Linked DNA regions of Ovis aries: region 1 is linked to region 2. A link is a contact called in public Hi-C data. All regions are on one chromosome and are shown on one strand. The core of a region is the stretch at or near the end of the contact, and the rest is flanking DNA. Distances in the headings are between cores, read along the strand shown.

The links. Hi-C and Micro-C count contacts between places; a contact is called where the count stands out from the background.
Region 1: a Hi-C map of hypothalamus shows a contact between it and region 2, with 2.4 times the contacts expected there. The contact joins two enhancer-like sites. A contact is called at or near these places in 3 of 16 Hi-C or Micro-C datasets (hypothalamus, omental adipose tissue and tail adipose tissue).

What each region holds. Positions count from the first base shown.
Region 1 is chr3:7,319,492-7,327,004 of ARS-UI_Ramb_v3.0, reverse strand. PTPA (protein phosphatase 2 phosphatase activator) reads left to right here. Exons shown (of 10, transcript XM_027966316.3): 9 at 6,682-6,789. Among named protein-coding and RNA genes, the nearest start is that of PTPA, 26 kb to the left of the region's middle. Within about 2 kb of position 4,439, at least 52 of the 54 cell types and tissues checked have an H3K27ac peak or open chromatin away from gene starts, as enhancers often do. A contact at or near this core is called in hypothalamus and tail adipose tissue, where this site is marked.
Region 2 is chr3:7,009,213-7,016,196 of ARS-UI_Ramb_v3.0, reverse strand. LOC121818990 (a long non-coding RNA gene) reads left to right here. Exons shown (of 3, transcript XR_009599737.1): 3 at 2,066-3,848. Among named protein-coding and RNA genes, the nearest start is that of C3H9orf50, 120 kb to the right of the region's middle. Within about 2 kb of position 5,561, at least 45 of the 54 cell types and tissues checked have an H3K27ac peak or open chromatin away from gene starts, as enhancers often do. A contact at or near this core is called in hypothalamus and tail adipose tissue, where this site is marked.

The DNA of each region.
Region 1 (7,513 bases), core at 3,190-5,689, 310 kb before region 2:
GCCTGGACCCTCAGGCCACCCTGCAGGGATCATTTAGGTGTGTGTGGTTATCCTGCTAAAGTAGGATCTCCCACAATGTGGCCTTGGACCACTTCCTCAGGGTCACCTGGGGAGCTTGTTAAAATGCATGGTCTTGGGCCCCACCTCAGCTTTCTGAATCCGAATCTTGGGGGACACACGCTAGGACCCTGAATTTAAACACAGGACATGTGCAAGGTGACTGTGCATTAAAGGTGGGGACCCACTGCTTTGGGGGCCTCTCAGTTCAGTCAGTTTAGTTCAGTCTCTCAGTCGTGTCCAACTCTTTGCAACCCCATGAATCGCAGCACGCCAGGGCTCCCTGTCCATCACCAACTCCCAGAGTTCACTCAGACTCACGTCCATCAAGTCCGTGATGCCATCCAGCCATCATCCTCGGTCGTCCCCTTCTCCTCCTGCCCCCAATCCCTCCCAGCATCAGAGTCTTCTCCAATGAGTCAACTGTTCGCATGAGGTGGCCAAAGTATTGGAGTTTCAGCTTCAGCATCATTCCTTCCAAAGAAATCCCAGGGTTGATTTCCTTCAGAATGGACTGGTTGGATCTTCTTGCAGTCCAAGGGACTCTCAAGAGTCTTCTCCAACACCACAGTTCAAACGCATCAATTCTTCGGCGCTCAGCTTTCTTCACAGTCCAACTCTCACATCCATACATGACCACAGGAAAAACCATAGCCTTGACTAGACGGACCTTAGTCAGCAAAGTAATGTCTCTGCTTTTGAATATGCTATCTAGGTTGGTCATAACTTTTCTTCCAAGGAGTAAGCGTCTTTTAATTTCATGGCTGCAGTCACCATCTGCAGTGATTTTGGATCCCCCCAAAATAAAGTCTGATACTGTTTCTACTGTTTCCCATCTATTTCCCATGAAGTGATGAGATCAGATGCCATGATCTTAGTTAGCTTCCCTGCCTAGTGCCTGACCCCCACACACTTCCAAGGGGGACCCTGGCTCTGCCTCCTGCAGAGGTCCTGCCCGCATTCTTTTTCCTGATGCCTACAAGCATTCCCCCTGGCCCCAGAGACCTCCCTGGCATTCTCGTGGATCCCCCCTCCCTGTGGGGGCTGCTCTCTCTGCTGCCCATTCTGTCCCCTGAGGAGGGGCCGCCCAGTTAAACAGCTGTAGCTGCAGGCTCTCCTGGTCAGCATTCGGCTCAGGCCTCTGCCCGACTCCAGAGGCCAGAGGGGAACGACACGTTTTTCCAAGTCAGCAGATGAAGCCTGTTCTGACGGCTGAGTGGCCGCCGCTTCATTCTCTGAGATCTGCTGCCTTCAGCACTGTAGGCAGCCCAAGGTCAGAAGGACTCCAGGGCAGCCTGGCTGGCTGCCTTGAGAGCCAATCACGTGCTGCTGTCTCCAGACTAGGTCGGGAGGGTCTGCAGAGCCCGGAGACACCTGGGGCTGGGTGGGGAGAAGGGGTGGCTTCGCAGACCCCTCTAAGAGGCTAAGCCAGTTAGGCTTCCTCAGGTGGCTGGCCAAGCCCCAGGGCCTCTGTCAGTATCTAATGAGGCAGAAGACCAGGCTGGGCCTCAGAGAATATGGGAATTGACTCCACGTTAAAATGTATTTTTGTTTATTTGTTTGGTTATGCTCGGTACGTATAAAAACCCAAAACATTCCCAAAATTTGGGACGCAGGTCTTCTGCTAGAGGAAATCCTACAGTGGCCGCTCAGTTCAGTTCAGTCGCTCAGTCGCGTCCGACTCTTTGCAACCCCGTGAATCGCAGCACGCCAGGCCTCCCTGTCCATCAGCAGCTCCCGGAGTTCACTCAGACTCAAGTCCATCGAGTCCGTGATGCCATCCAGCCATCTCATCCTCAGTCGTCCACTTCTCCTCCTGCCCCCAATCCCTCCCAGCATCAGAGTCTTCTCCAATGAGTCAACTGTTCGCATGAGGTGGCCAAAGTATTGGAGTTTCAGCTTCAGCATCATTCCTTCCAAAGAAATCCCAGGGTTGATCTCCTTTAGAATGGACTGGTTGGATCTTCTTGCAGTCCAAGGGACTCTCAAGAGTCTTCTCCAACACCACAGTTCAAAAGCATCAATTCTTCGGCGCTCAGCTTTCTTCACAGTCCAACTCTCACATCCATACATGACTACTGGAAAAACCATAGCCTTGACTAGACGGACCTTTGTTGGCAAAGTAATGTCTCTGCTTTTGAATATGCTATCTAGGTTGGTCATAACTTTTCTTCCAAGGAGTAAGCGTCTTTTAATTTCATGGCTGCAGTCACCATCTGCAATGATTTTGGATCCCCCCAAAATAAAGCCTGACACTGTTTCTACTGTTTCCCCACTTATTTCCCATGAAGTGATGGGACCGGATGCCATGATCTTCGTTTTCTGAATGTTGAGGTTTAAGCCAACTTTTCCATTCTCCACTTTCACTTTCACCAAGAGGCTTTTTACTTCCTCTTCACTTTCTGCCATAAGGGTGGTGTCATCTGCATATCTGAGGTTATTGATATTTCTCCCAGCAATCTTGATTTCAGCTTGTGCTTTTTCCAGCCCAGCGTTTCTCATGATGTACTCTGCATATAAGTTAAAGAAGCAGGGTGACAATATACAGCCTTGACGTACTCCTTTTTCTATTTGGAACCAGTCTGTTGCTCCATGTCCAGTTCTAACTGTTTCTTCCTGACCTGCATATAGGTTTCTCAAGAGGCGGGTCAGGTGGTCTGGTATTCCCATCTCTTTCAGAATTTTCCACAGTTTATTGTGATCCACACAGTCAAAGGCTTTGGCATAGTCAATAAAGCAGAAAGAGATGTTTTTCTGGAACTCTCTTGCTTTTTCAGTGATCCAGCAGATGTTGGCAATTTGATCTCTGGTTCCTCTGCCTTTTCTAAAACGAGCTTGAACATCAGGAAGTTCACGGTTCACGTATTGCTGAAGCCTGGCTTGGAGAATTTTGAGCATTACTTTACTAGCATGTGAGATGAGTGCAATTGTGCGGTAGTTTGAGCATTCTTTGGCATTGCCTTTCTTTGGGATTGGAATGAAAACTGACCTTTTCCAGTCCTGTGGCCACTGCTGAGTTTTCCAAATTTGCTGGCATATTGAGTGCAGCACTTTCACAGCATCATCTTTCAGGATTTGAAAGAGCTCAACTGGAATTCCATCACCTCCACTAGCTTTGTTCATAGTGATGCTTTCTAAGGCCCACTTGACTTCACATTCCAGGATGTCTGGCTCTAGGTGAGTGATCACACCATCGTGATTATCTTGGTTGTGACGATCTTTTTTGTACAGTTCTTCTGTGTATTCCTGCCACCTCTTCTTAATGTCTTCTGCTTACGTTAGGTCCATACCATTTCTGTCCTTTATCGAGCCCATCTTTGCATGAAATGTTCCCTTGGTATCTCTAATTTTCTTGAAGAGATCTCTAGTCTTTCCCATTCTGTTGTTTTCCTCTATTTCTTTGCATTGATTGTTGAGGAAGGCTTTCTTATCTCTTCTTGCTATTCTTTGGAACTCTGCATTCAGATGCTTATATCTTTACTTTTCTCCTTTGCTTTTTGCTTCTCTTCTTTTCAAAGCTATTTGTAAGGCCTCCTCAGGCAGCCATTTTGCTTTTTTGCATTTCTTTTCCATGGGGATGGTCTTCATCCCTGTCTCATGTACAACGACACGAACCTCCATCCATAGTTCATCAGGCACTCTATCAGATTTAGTCCCTTAAATCTGTTTCTCACTTCCACTGTATATTCATAAGGGATCTGATTTAGGTCATACCTGAATGATCTAGTGGTTTTCCCTACTTTCTTCAATTTGAGTCTGGATTTGGTAATAAGGAGTTCATGATCTGAGCCACAGTCAGCTCCTGGTCTTGTTTTTGTTGACTGTATAGAGCTTCTCCATCTCCGCTAGGTGGTGCTAAAGAGACACTGAACTTAGTGGAGGTTTTGATAACAGTTGAGGTAGAGGCGTGAACCGGGAGGAGGCTGCACGCCCTCGAGTTCTAGGTTGTTCCGCACGCTCTGTTCAAGGCCTGGTTCTCCCCCTGGATCTGGTGCTTGGGCGTGGTGGGCGGCGCTGGACGCTAGTAGGGGCATGCCGCAGAGCTCAGAGTGCTGGCAGGGACTCACCTATTTGGCCAGCCCTGAGCCGGCTGGTGCGGTTCCTGTTGAAGGCACACATTGAGCTAGTTCTCCAGAGTCTGGGCTCAGCACCCAGACAGGGCTTTCGCAGCCCCTCGGTGGTGGTGAGGGAGGCCCTGACTGACGGTTGCAAGGAGCTCTGTGTGCCGTGGCCTGCGTGCTGTGGCCGGGGGCGGGGGCAGTGTTGCCGCTGCAAAACCAGGGATTCGCTAGGGCTGGCGCAGCTGGGAGACTGAACAGACGAGTCGGAAAGGAGACTGGGCCAGCCTGGGACCTGCCCTGGTGGCCCTGGGCCTCCCGCACAAGGCCGTCGTGGGGCAGGCTTCTCCACCTCAGGAAATGCAGCCCTGGCGCCTTTAAGAGCCCAGGGCAGGCAGGAAAAGAATTTCAGTTTCAATCTGGCTTCTAAATTTGGAGTTTTGGGAAGGGAGGGATCAGATTTCAGCTGGAAGGGAAGGAGCTGACAGGAAAGCGCTGTGCAGAGCCTCCCCCCCACCCCATCCCCCCTCAGTTACTGACAGAGGAACCATTTACAAAAGGCCGATTCTCTTGGGAGTGAAGAGGCAGGAACGCAGCGTCTGTGAGTAATTTCCTGCTCAATATGGCTGCTCTGACTCACAATTCCCCTGGGGTCACTGCGGGACTGCAGCTCGCTTGCTCCTTCTAGCTTTCTCTTCTCCCTTTGTGGCTAGAATGAGCTAATTTTTTTTTTTTTTTTGTCTTCTCGACCCCTTTCCTTTTTCTCCTCATCTGTTTTCCTTTCCAGAGTTACAGAGGCTCCTTCCAAAGGACTGAAGGGTGGGGGTGGGCCAGCCCCTCTAGAGAAAGCATCTTTGGCCTTTCCAGGGAGGGGGCCAGGGCCTCTGGGGCCTCGGGGCTCAGGCCTCCCCCTGGCTCTGCCAGGGTGCCAGAGAGGCCTTTCGGCTTGCCATCCTGTGCCCCTAGTGGGGAAGGCTGGCCGACGCCCCCTTGCTAGCCTTGGCCTAAGAGCCGTTGCTGAGCAGACTCGTGGAGCTGCAGCTGTGACAGGCCAGCAGGGTGCCTCCTGGGTGGTTTCTCACAGGGCTCAGTCCAGAGTGAGACTGGTTCTATAGCTCCAGTGATCCCTGAGCTTCTCAGGGCCTGGAAGTATGCAAGAGAGGGCTGGAGCCTGGCACTCCTCCTGTGGGGCAGGGCGCCTGGGGAAGGGGCGGGGCGAGGGGAGGATGGGGGTGGAGTCTGATGGAGTGGGGCTCCGGAACAAGCTCTGAGGGCTGAGGGCGAGGGCCAGCACCTGCAGGCTGGGGGCTCCTGGCTGCCTTCCTGCAGGAAGGAATCTTAGAGAGAGGAGGGGGAAGTCTGGGTGAAGGGACCAGCCCAGGAGAAGCCCAGTGGGGACCTTGGGCCGTGGCCTCACTGCTCAGGGAAGGAGCCCATTGTCCATGCTACTGAACCGGGGGGTTGAGACAGGTTTTTTGGGGGGACTTGGGCCAGGGGAGGGAGATGACAGGGGTAAAATGGCAGCGTTTTCAGCTTTGATCTTGCAGTTTTGTAAGAGTTGCCCTCCCTGGGGGAGTGAGAGAGTGAGTCCACAGCCATGGGTGAGGGCTTTGTGCTCATGGGGCCCGCACTCATGCCCCAGTACGGAGAGGGGGCTGAGGGACCCCGTCCCTTCCCCCTGGAACAGCTCTCTACCAGCCCTGCCTCCACACACAGCCTCTTCTGGAACCTTCCACCTACTCGAGGTCCAAGTCAGCTTTCTCGCCAGCTCAGCCTCTGCTTTTCAGACTCTTTCTTTTGAAGCCTGCGCTCAGGGTGCTGAGCCCCGTACCCCAGCATCAGCCGGGGAGGGGGCAGTGTGGAGGGGATCGTGAACTACCTGTTAATAAATATGGACGTGCTGGCCTTGTGCTGTCTGAGGGGTGCACTCAGACGCATGCGCTTCCTCATCTCAGCGCTGGTTTCTGAGATCATGGGGGCTCCATTGGGCCTGCTGCAGGATTTCTTCCAAGAGGAGGGACTGGGACCGTACGGTCCTTGCTCCTGCCTGTCCCTTGCTGCTGGGGTTGCCGTCCCTTCTCCATTCGGCTGCCAGGTGAGACTGGCCTTCTAAAGACCTTCCTCCCGCATCTGCTGCAGGTGACCGTGTTTTTCCCCTCTTTTCCTTCCTACCTCCGCCTCCCATGAAGAAGGCAGTCGGGTGCTTGGGCTTGGTCCAGGCCCTCTCCCAAACCAACCCTTCCCTAGGCTCTTCCAGCTCTGCCTGTGGCAGGCCTAGAGGGACCCTGTCTCTGGCACGTGTGTGTATGCGTGCGCATGGGCACATGCACTCGTGCGCCTGCCTGCACGACTGCCACCCCATAGGTGCATGCTGCCACCTGGTCTTCGTGAGAGTGTGTGCGCGTGTGTCTGTATACATGGCCATGTGTGTTTGTGTGCATGTGTGTGTTTGTGCTTCCATGTTGCGTGGGTGTACACATGTGTGTGCTGGAGCAGCCTTGCTGCAGGGGAGCAGGGGGTAGGCTCCAGGGCCCACCTCTCCAGCTTGTGAACTCTTCTTTTCCAGATGAAGACAGGCCCCTTTGCAGAGCACTCCAACCAGCTGTGGAACATCAGCGCGGTCCCCTCCTGGTCCAAAGTGAACCAGGGTCTCATCCGCATGTATAAGGCTGAGGTGAGTGGGGACTGGCTGGCGCTCTCGGTTCTGGGCGCCCTCTCCCCCCGCCCCCCGCCACTGTTCTGCTCTTGGTCCAGCTCTGAGTTGTGGGCCAGCCCCCTCTCACACCTGAGGCCTGTGAATCTCTGTTCATGGATGGGCAGCCGGAAAAGCCCTGTGACGGAGGCCAGATCCTGCTGCCCCCGGGTCTCTGTTCCTACTTGTCAAATGCCTGGAGGCGCTTCTCAGCTCTGTGTCCTGTGGGGACGCAAAAAAGGAAACAGGCTTGGGAAAAGGCTCTATCCTTTGGAGACGTCATCCAAAGTGCTGTTTCTCCCACTTTGGTGTGTCTGATGGCTGGGCAGGTAGGAGGTGTTGGGGGGAGGCCCGGGGCTGCATTTTTAATAATCGCTCCTGGGGTCCTCCCTGCTCTCCAGTCAGAGCAGCAGGGAGAAGTATGGGCCTCTGGAGCTCCCCCTGCCGGGAGGCGGCTGCCCTCTCTCCTGCCCCCTCTGCTCGTCCTCCTTGGTGCCCTTCTCCCATCCAAGGACGTGACTTTTTCTCTGGCAAGTAGGGAGGAGACATTTCTTCCCACTCTGTCCTTTCCTCTAGCTTCTTCCACATCTTAGGCAGACCAATCCTAGAACTGCTTGACCTTGACCCGGGAGGGCCTGCCATGAAGTCCCTCACCCAGAGCAGTGGGTCCCAAACTCCCCTCTTTTCACCCTTCGGCTGGTGGTCT
Region 2 (6,984 bases), core at 4,312-6,811:
CGAGCCATAGTTGTTTGTGTATCAGAGCTGCCCTTAGTGGCTCCCAGTGTTTTCCCCAACCCAAGGCACCCCTGGGTGCCTTCCAGCCCTGCCTGCTCCCAACCAGCTAGTGACCTGCACCTCCAGGGCTCCGGAATGTCACAGGCCCGGCCTCGGCTTCTGACTCTGTAGCCTCGATGGCCGCCTTCACCACTCTGCTTCTCCTGCTCATCTGTGAGATGGGTTAATAACAGTGCCAGCCTCGCCTGGGCTATGGCACTGATACTGTGCCAGTCTTGACTTAGCACAGAGTCTGGCACTCAGTAAGCGCTCAGTACAGGGTCACTGTTGTTGGAACCGGTTGACTGTTATTACAATTATTTCTGAAGGACTCACCAAGGCCTAGTGAAGCCCCCTCCCATTCCCTCCAAGCAGAGCCGTGAGAACGCTGAGCCGGGAGCAGCCTGGCTCCTCCCCGTCCCCCACTGAGCTGAGTGTTGAAATCCTCCCAGAGAAGCTGCTGGGCAGAAATTTCCAGTCTCCCTGGCAAAGCCCGGAAGAGTCTGGGTGCGGCTCAGAGACGCAGTTGGGCAGGCTCTGCGGGGGCCAGGGCTGGGGAAGAGCCCCCAGATGTTCTGCAAAGGGCAGCGCCCTGATCCTGAGCAGTACCCAGCTTACAGCTCCAACCCCAGGGCTGCTGCAGCCCAGGCAAGAGCTCATTGTCCTGCGCTGGTCGGTGAGGGCTGGGTGGGAAGGGTGCTGGTCGTACCCCTCCTTTGGCAAGCCCCTGTACCCCAGGTGTGTGAGTGAGCCCCTGGAAGACGGGATCACAGGGTCCCTGTGAGCATCCCACAAGTGGGGACTCTTTGCTTTAGTGACTTCCCGATTGTGGGGCCATCAGGCCATCAAGAGGCCCTCTTTGCTGATTCCTTGGCCCCCCAGGAGGACCAGAGGCCCCCGATCTGGGGTGGTGGGTCTCACTGAGGCTGTGGAGAAGGGGCCCAGAGAACCCACCAGGGAACTGGCAGACAGTCTGACCCTTACTTTGCTCACAGGGCTGTATGACCGAGGGTCACAACTCGGCCTCTCTCTACCCTGTTCTCCTTATCTGCCAAACAGACAGTGATCTGTGAGTCTCACTCATCAGAAGGCAGTCAGGTGCCCTGAAGTGGGCGGAGACAGGGGTCGAGTCCCAGCGTTGCCCTCCACCTGACCGTCGACCTTGGGCAAGTCTGAATGAGATGGAATAGGACTGAACAGCTCCCGTGAGTTGAACATGTCAGCAGCTCTCTGCTTCAGCCCAGTGCTGGGTGTTTTACACACACTGTCATCTCACTGTTACTCTTGGAGGGAGGTGTTAGTATTGACTTTATTTTCCAGATGAAGTAACGGAGGCTCAGAGAGGTCGATTGAATTTCTCAAGGACACACAGCTAGGAAATGAGAGAGTCAGGATTCAAACCTGGATCTGCTGTCTTGGAGACTGAATCCCTAAAGAAAAACCAAACTGAACACTTAAAAAAAAAATTTTTTTTTTCAAGCACCTACTATGTCTAAGACATCGAGGTAGGTGGCAACAAAAGGAAGAATGTGCGGAGAAGCTCATAGTCGAGTGAGAACACATGACTCTGATGACACCCTCGTGAAAGCTAGATTTGAAAAGCACCACCATGAAAGGACCCCTGGGGCTGTGGGGCACCAGGAGAGAGGTGAGGGGCAAGAAGGGCAGGAGCTGAGAGAGGGGGCAGAGGTCTGACAACAAGGAAGCCTGGTCTGGAGCAATGTCGAGTTTTGGCAGAGGCCCCTAGAGGCTGGCATAGCAAGGGCAAAGGCATGGCAGCTTGAGAGGAGGTAGTGTTGCTGAAAGCCTGGAAGAGCTGCCTTTGCTGTGTACACGTGGGAACCTCTGCAGGTCTTTGAGCGGAGGTGGGTATCATCCCATAGGAGTTGGAAAAAGGCAGTTCTATAGGCAGGGAAATGTCCTGGAAACCTACACCCAGAAGACCGGAAGGACAACTCAGGATGCACTATGGGAACTTTTATAGTGTTTCCTTCAATTTTTATTTTTATTTTTTTGTCTTGTACAGGTATAACTACTCCAAAAGAAAAAAAAAAAAGAAGAAAATTTTCAAAGGAGAGAGGAGAGCTGGGAGGCACAGACGTGGGAGGCTGCAGCAGGACTGAGCCAGGATTGGTGGACCCAGGCCACCTCTCTTGACTCCCGGCTTTCCGGCATTTTGAGTTATGGGCGATCTGGCAGCATCTTCTCAGAGACAAGTGGAGCCGAGGCTGTGGGACCTGGAGACCCTCCTCTGACCTGGAGCCTGAGCCTCCCCTGATTGACAGCTTCAGCCTGTCCCTGCTTGCCCCAGAAGACTGTCCTTACCAAACTCCTCCCCCTTGTGGGACACAGGCTGAGCCTTAAATCCCCTTCTGGGCTAAATGGGGACAGTTATCCCAGGGGCCTCCTTCTGTCCTTGAGGACAGACTGTCCCCTGTAGGAGCACCGGGCACTGTGCTGGGTGTTTTAGGGACAAGTGTCTCTTAATCTGAATAGAATCCAGCAGAAAAAGGAGAAAAAAGTATTGCTCTTCCCAATGGACAGATGCGGAAAAGGGGCTCAGTGTCTTGCCCAAGCTTCACAGTGCAGGTGGAGTGGGATTCTCACCCAGGATGGGCTCACCCGAGAGTCCTGACCACTAGGCTGTCCTGCCTTGGGCTCTTCAGGAGAAAGTCCACCCCTCCTGTCTCCTCAGATCTCTTGCCTTTGGCCCGCTCTGGTTTCTAGAAGAGGGGCTACAGTCACCCCCCCCAAGCCATTCTCTGCCTGGGATGCCTTTCCTCCTCCTTCTCCCCGCCATTTACCAGGCGAACTCCTACTTGACTGGTGGAGCCCAGCAAAACCCTGACTTCCTTCCCAGAGAGTCCCAAACTGTACCTCCTGTCCCCTGATCTGTGTTCCCACAGAGCTCCCCAAGAGTGGGGAGGGAAAGCTCAGGGGACGTGGCTGGGACATGAGTTCCAACCCAGCCCTGCCTGGGCAGAAGGGAGGGTACAGTCAGCTTGTTCTGGGTGCTCAGAAGGGCAGGACTGGGGCAGAGTGGACGTGAGAAGGAGGAAGTCCTTGGCTCACCCAGGAAAAGATGGATGGGCCACCCCTGTGACTAGTTGGCTTAGAGGCCAGGAGAAAGACAAGTTCCAGAAGGAGAGGGAAGCAAAGATCCAGACTGTCTAGCAGTGTCTGGCTGGCTCTCCACTAGCCCAAGACGATAGCCAGGCCTTCCCAGTGTGTGTGCAACTGGGCCTCTGTGGCAAGGCTGGGGGTGGAGGATTATGTTCTGTGCACAGGAGCCCTAGACGCCTACGCCCAGTGAGCATGTGCACAGAGAGACAAAAGCCTCCCCTGAGAGCCCAGAGACCCCCACCCTGGGGTGGAGACAAGCAGCATTGGGAGCAGAGTGGTGTGGGTTCTTCCTAAACTCAGAATCCCCAGTGCTGAGAACAGTAACTGGCACACAGTGGGCTCCTGCACATTGGTTGGATGGATGACTGAGTGACTTCCTGATCCCAGGCCCAAGGAGGAGGACCTGACGTTTGTCTGCCTGCTCCACTGTGAGGCAAGACTGCTTGGGTTCTGTGAGCCTGGGAGAGGCGGGTGTGCAGGCAGGCTTCAAAGGACCAGGAGGCAAGGGATGGGGACCAGGAGCACCATGGTGAAGCCGCTCTGTCTCTGGTGAAGCACTCTCTGATCCCTGGGTATTCACAGCACTGAGGAACTTTCAGGTACCCCCAGAATCCCCAGCGGGGACCCCCACACACAATTCCACGGTGGTCATTAAAGCTGGGTCTGTGGACTCAAATGTGTCCCTAGCTAGACCAACGCCTGTTCTGGTGTGCTAAGGGGCCTGATGGAGCCCCCGAGGCACTGGTTTGCCAGGCCACCCACTTCCAGGGGTGACTTTGCACCAGCCCCAGCCTCTCTCCAGGCCTGTTTCCCCACTTATACAGTCAGATCCTGTGACCCCCTCTCCCTGCCCGAGGTCAGACCTCGCGCACAGCTGCCTTCCCCCTCTGACTGGCAAACAGCCCCTGGGACTGCCCGGGGATGCATGGACCTGCCTGGGCACACGCGTGCACACGCAAAGGCACACACACAGGGTTAGGCATGTGCACACAGGCCCCTGCTCCCACAGGTACACACGTTCACACAAGCAGACACACTCTCACACCCTGCAAGCGCAACCCACCCTCACACTCAGCCCCCCCCGCCCCCCCCCGCCGTGTGTCCCGGCCCTTCCCTCCCGACCCTCACCCTTGCCCAGGGCACTCACACCAGCTCACACTCACTCACGCTCCCTCACACACACCCCACATAGGCTGGGCACCGACAGTTGGCGCGGGCGGGGCTGGGAGCGGGAGGGAGAAAACCCGCGACTCCACCGGGGAAGAGGGGTGCGGGGGGTGCGCGGGCGAGGGAAATGACAGCCCGCGGTCCCCCTGAGTCCCGGCTCATGAATATTAATATGGCGGTAATTAAAATGCAGGGACGCGGCAGGATGGATGCGGTGCCTCCGGAGCGCTGGGGAGCGCGGCGTCTTCGCAGGCGGGGTGGAACCCGCTCCTCGCGGGCGCTCAGGCTCTGGGGCCGGGAGGGAGGGTGGGGGGAGAAGGGGGCCGGGGCCGGGGTCTGGGATCTGTTTCGGCCCGGCCGAGCGTGGCGGCCGCGCGTTCCCACCCGCGCCCTGCCCCAGGCCGGGCCGCCCGCCAGGCCCCCGTTTCCCGGAGCCGGCCCCCTCCCGCCCTCGCGGCCCGGTGATGTCATCGGCACAAAACTTTCCGCTTCCCGGCCGTCTCGGGGCCCTGAGTCATCGCCGCCTCCGGCCCGGCCCGCGCCGTCTGTTTGTGCAGAGCTGAGCCCCGCGGGGCCCCGGCCTGACTTCAGGCTGACACGGTCCGGAACCGCGTGGGGCCCCTGTACCCCACGCTGCGGGCCGCAGGGGTGGCGGCGGCGCTCCTGGGGGCTGTGGAGTCGGCTGGGGCGCCGGTAGGGCACACTCTGGGGTTCCAGTCTCAAATCGCCTTGACCTTGGGCAAGTCCTTTAGGCTTTCTGAACGTCCCGTGTCCTCACCTGCCACTTAGCAGGTGCTCCACGAATCTTCCCAGACTCAGTAAGTGAGTTGTGCTGCTGGGTGACCCCAGGCCCAGAGATGGGAAGGGACTCGTCCAAAGTCACACAGCACATGGGCAGGAGAGCTGGGTTTCTGGGCCCAAGTCCCTTCTGTCTTGCCACACGCTCTTAACGACCTAGGGCTGAGGACCCATTGGGGCATCTGCTGAGCGGGGCAGACCCAACAAGGTGGGTGGAGGGGCGTGTTCTGGAGCAGGCCCACGGTAGAGGGTGGGGGGGGGGGGGTGAGTCCAGACCAGTTTTCTCATCTCTAAAAGCAGGGCTGAAAATCAAGTCAGAAATAATAAAAGGCTCCAATAAGAAAAGACTATGCAGTGTGAAGGCTATTGGGCAGCTGTTAGCACCATATCCAGTGAGTGGGCCGTTTTGGAGTCTGATGACCTCGGTTCAAATCGCTGGCTCTCGGCCCCTTGTCCCCCACGCCTTGCTCTGCGCCCTCAAGTCAGGTACTGACAGCTGAGCCCTGTGCCAGAGCTGCCACCTTCCGCCTCCTCGGCCTCCTGGGTGCTGGGAAGGCTTGTCAGCAAATGCCCACTGCGTCAGAGACGTACGGAGACTGTGCCAAAAACATGGCCACTCTTAGGCTCTTGCTTGGGTCTTTGGCCTGTAACCTCAGGGCCCAGTGGATAGATGGAAACAAAGACCCTTCTGGCTGCTTCTCTCTGGGGCTGAGCAGGGATTAGGTCTGGGATTCCAGACCACACAGCTTCTCAGATGAGTGGTTGTAGCTCAGGCTGTTCCCCACATGCACCCCCAGTGCCACCCAGTGTCTCCCCTGGGTCCAGGCCTGCCCCTCCTGTGGGCCTGTGTGTGTCCATGTGGCTGAGCCCTCCTGACCCACACCCTACTCCTGCCCACACACACCCCCTCAAGCATCAGAGAAAGATTCACCCCGCATCCTTGCCTCTCCCTTCCCGCCCCCCACCCAGCTTCACTAAGACTCTTTCAAGTGCTCCAGAGCTGGGGGCGCCTCTTCTTGCCTAGAGGCCTTTGTACGTGCTCTTCCCTTCCTCTGCCAGGAACACCCCCTCTCTCCTCTCCCCCGTTTCTGGTTAACATCTTCTCCACCATCTCTCCTTAGCTCTTCCCCTGGGGAGTTGTCCTAGTTACCACCGCCCCATAACACACACACATACACACACACACACACACACACACACACATTACACAGACCAGACTGCACACAGGCGCAAGCACACTCCATTACACAGATCACAGACACAAAGGCTCACACATACACACACACTCTTGTACATTTACACACTCTACATGCCATAGACCGCAGACACACACCCGCACACATCACCTGGACCATTCAGTGTGCACACCTTACATGCCTTGACCATACAACAAACGCACACATGTTCACACACACCTTACACAGTGGTGCCCCTCCCAAGGGCTCCTACAGCCTCTAATCTTGCCTCCTCCCCATGGTATTTACCCTCCCCCACTCCAGTGAGGACAGGGACCCATCCCCTTCTCCTCCATTCCAGCACAGTCCAGGCCTTGGACCAATTCTTGCTCAACCCTTGATCCCTTCCCTTGGGCAACATTTGTTTTTCGGCCAAGCCATGGAGCATGTGAGATCTTAGTTCCCTAACCAGGGATCGAACTTATGCCTCTGCGTTGGAAATGTGGAATCTTAAGCACTGGACCATGAGGGAAGTTCCCCCCATGTCCAACACTGTCCCAGTCCCACTCCATCGAGGTCCTTGCAAATGAATACCCGCCCCTATTTGTGCCAGGAGCTGTCCACACTCCCACTAGAGCCACTCCAGGCCTTGCCTTCTCACCTGCAGGTCACAGGCACCTGG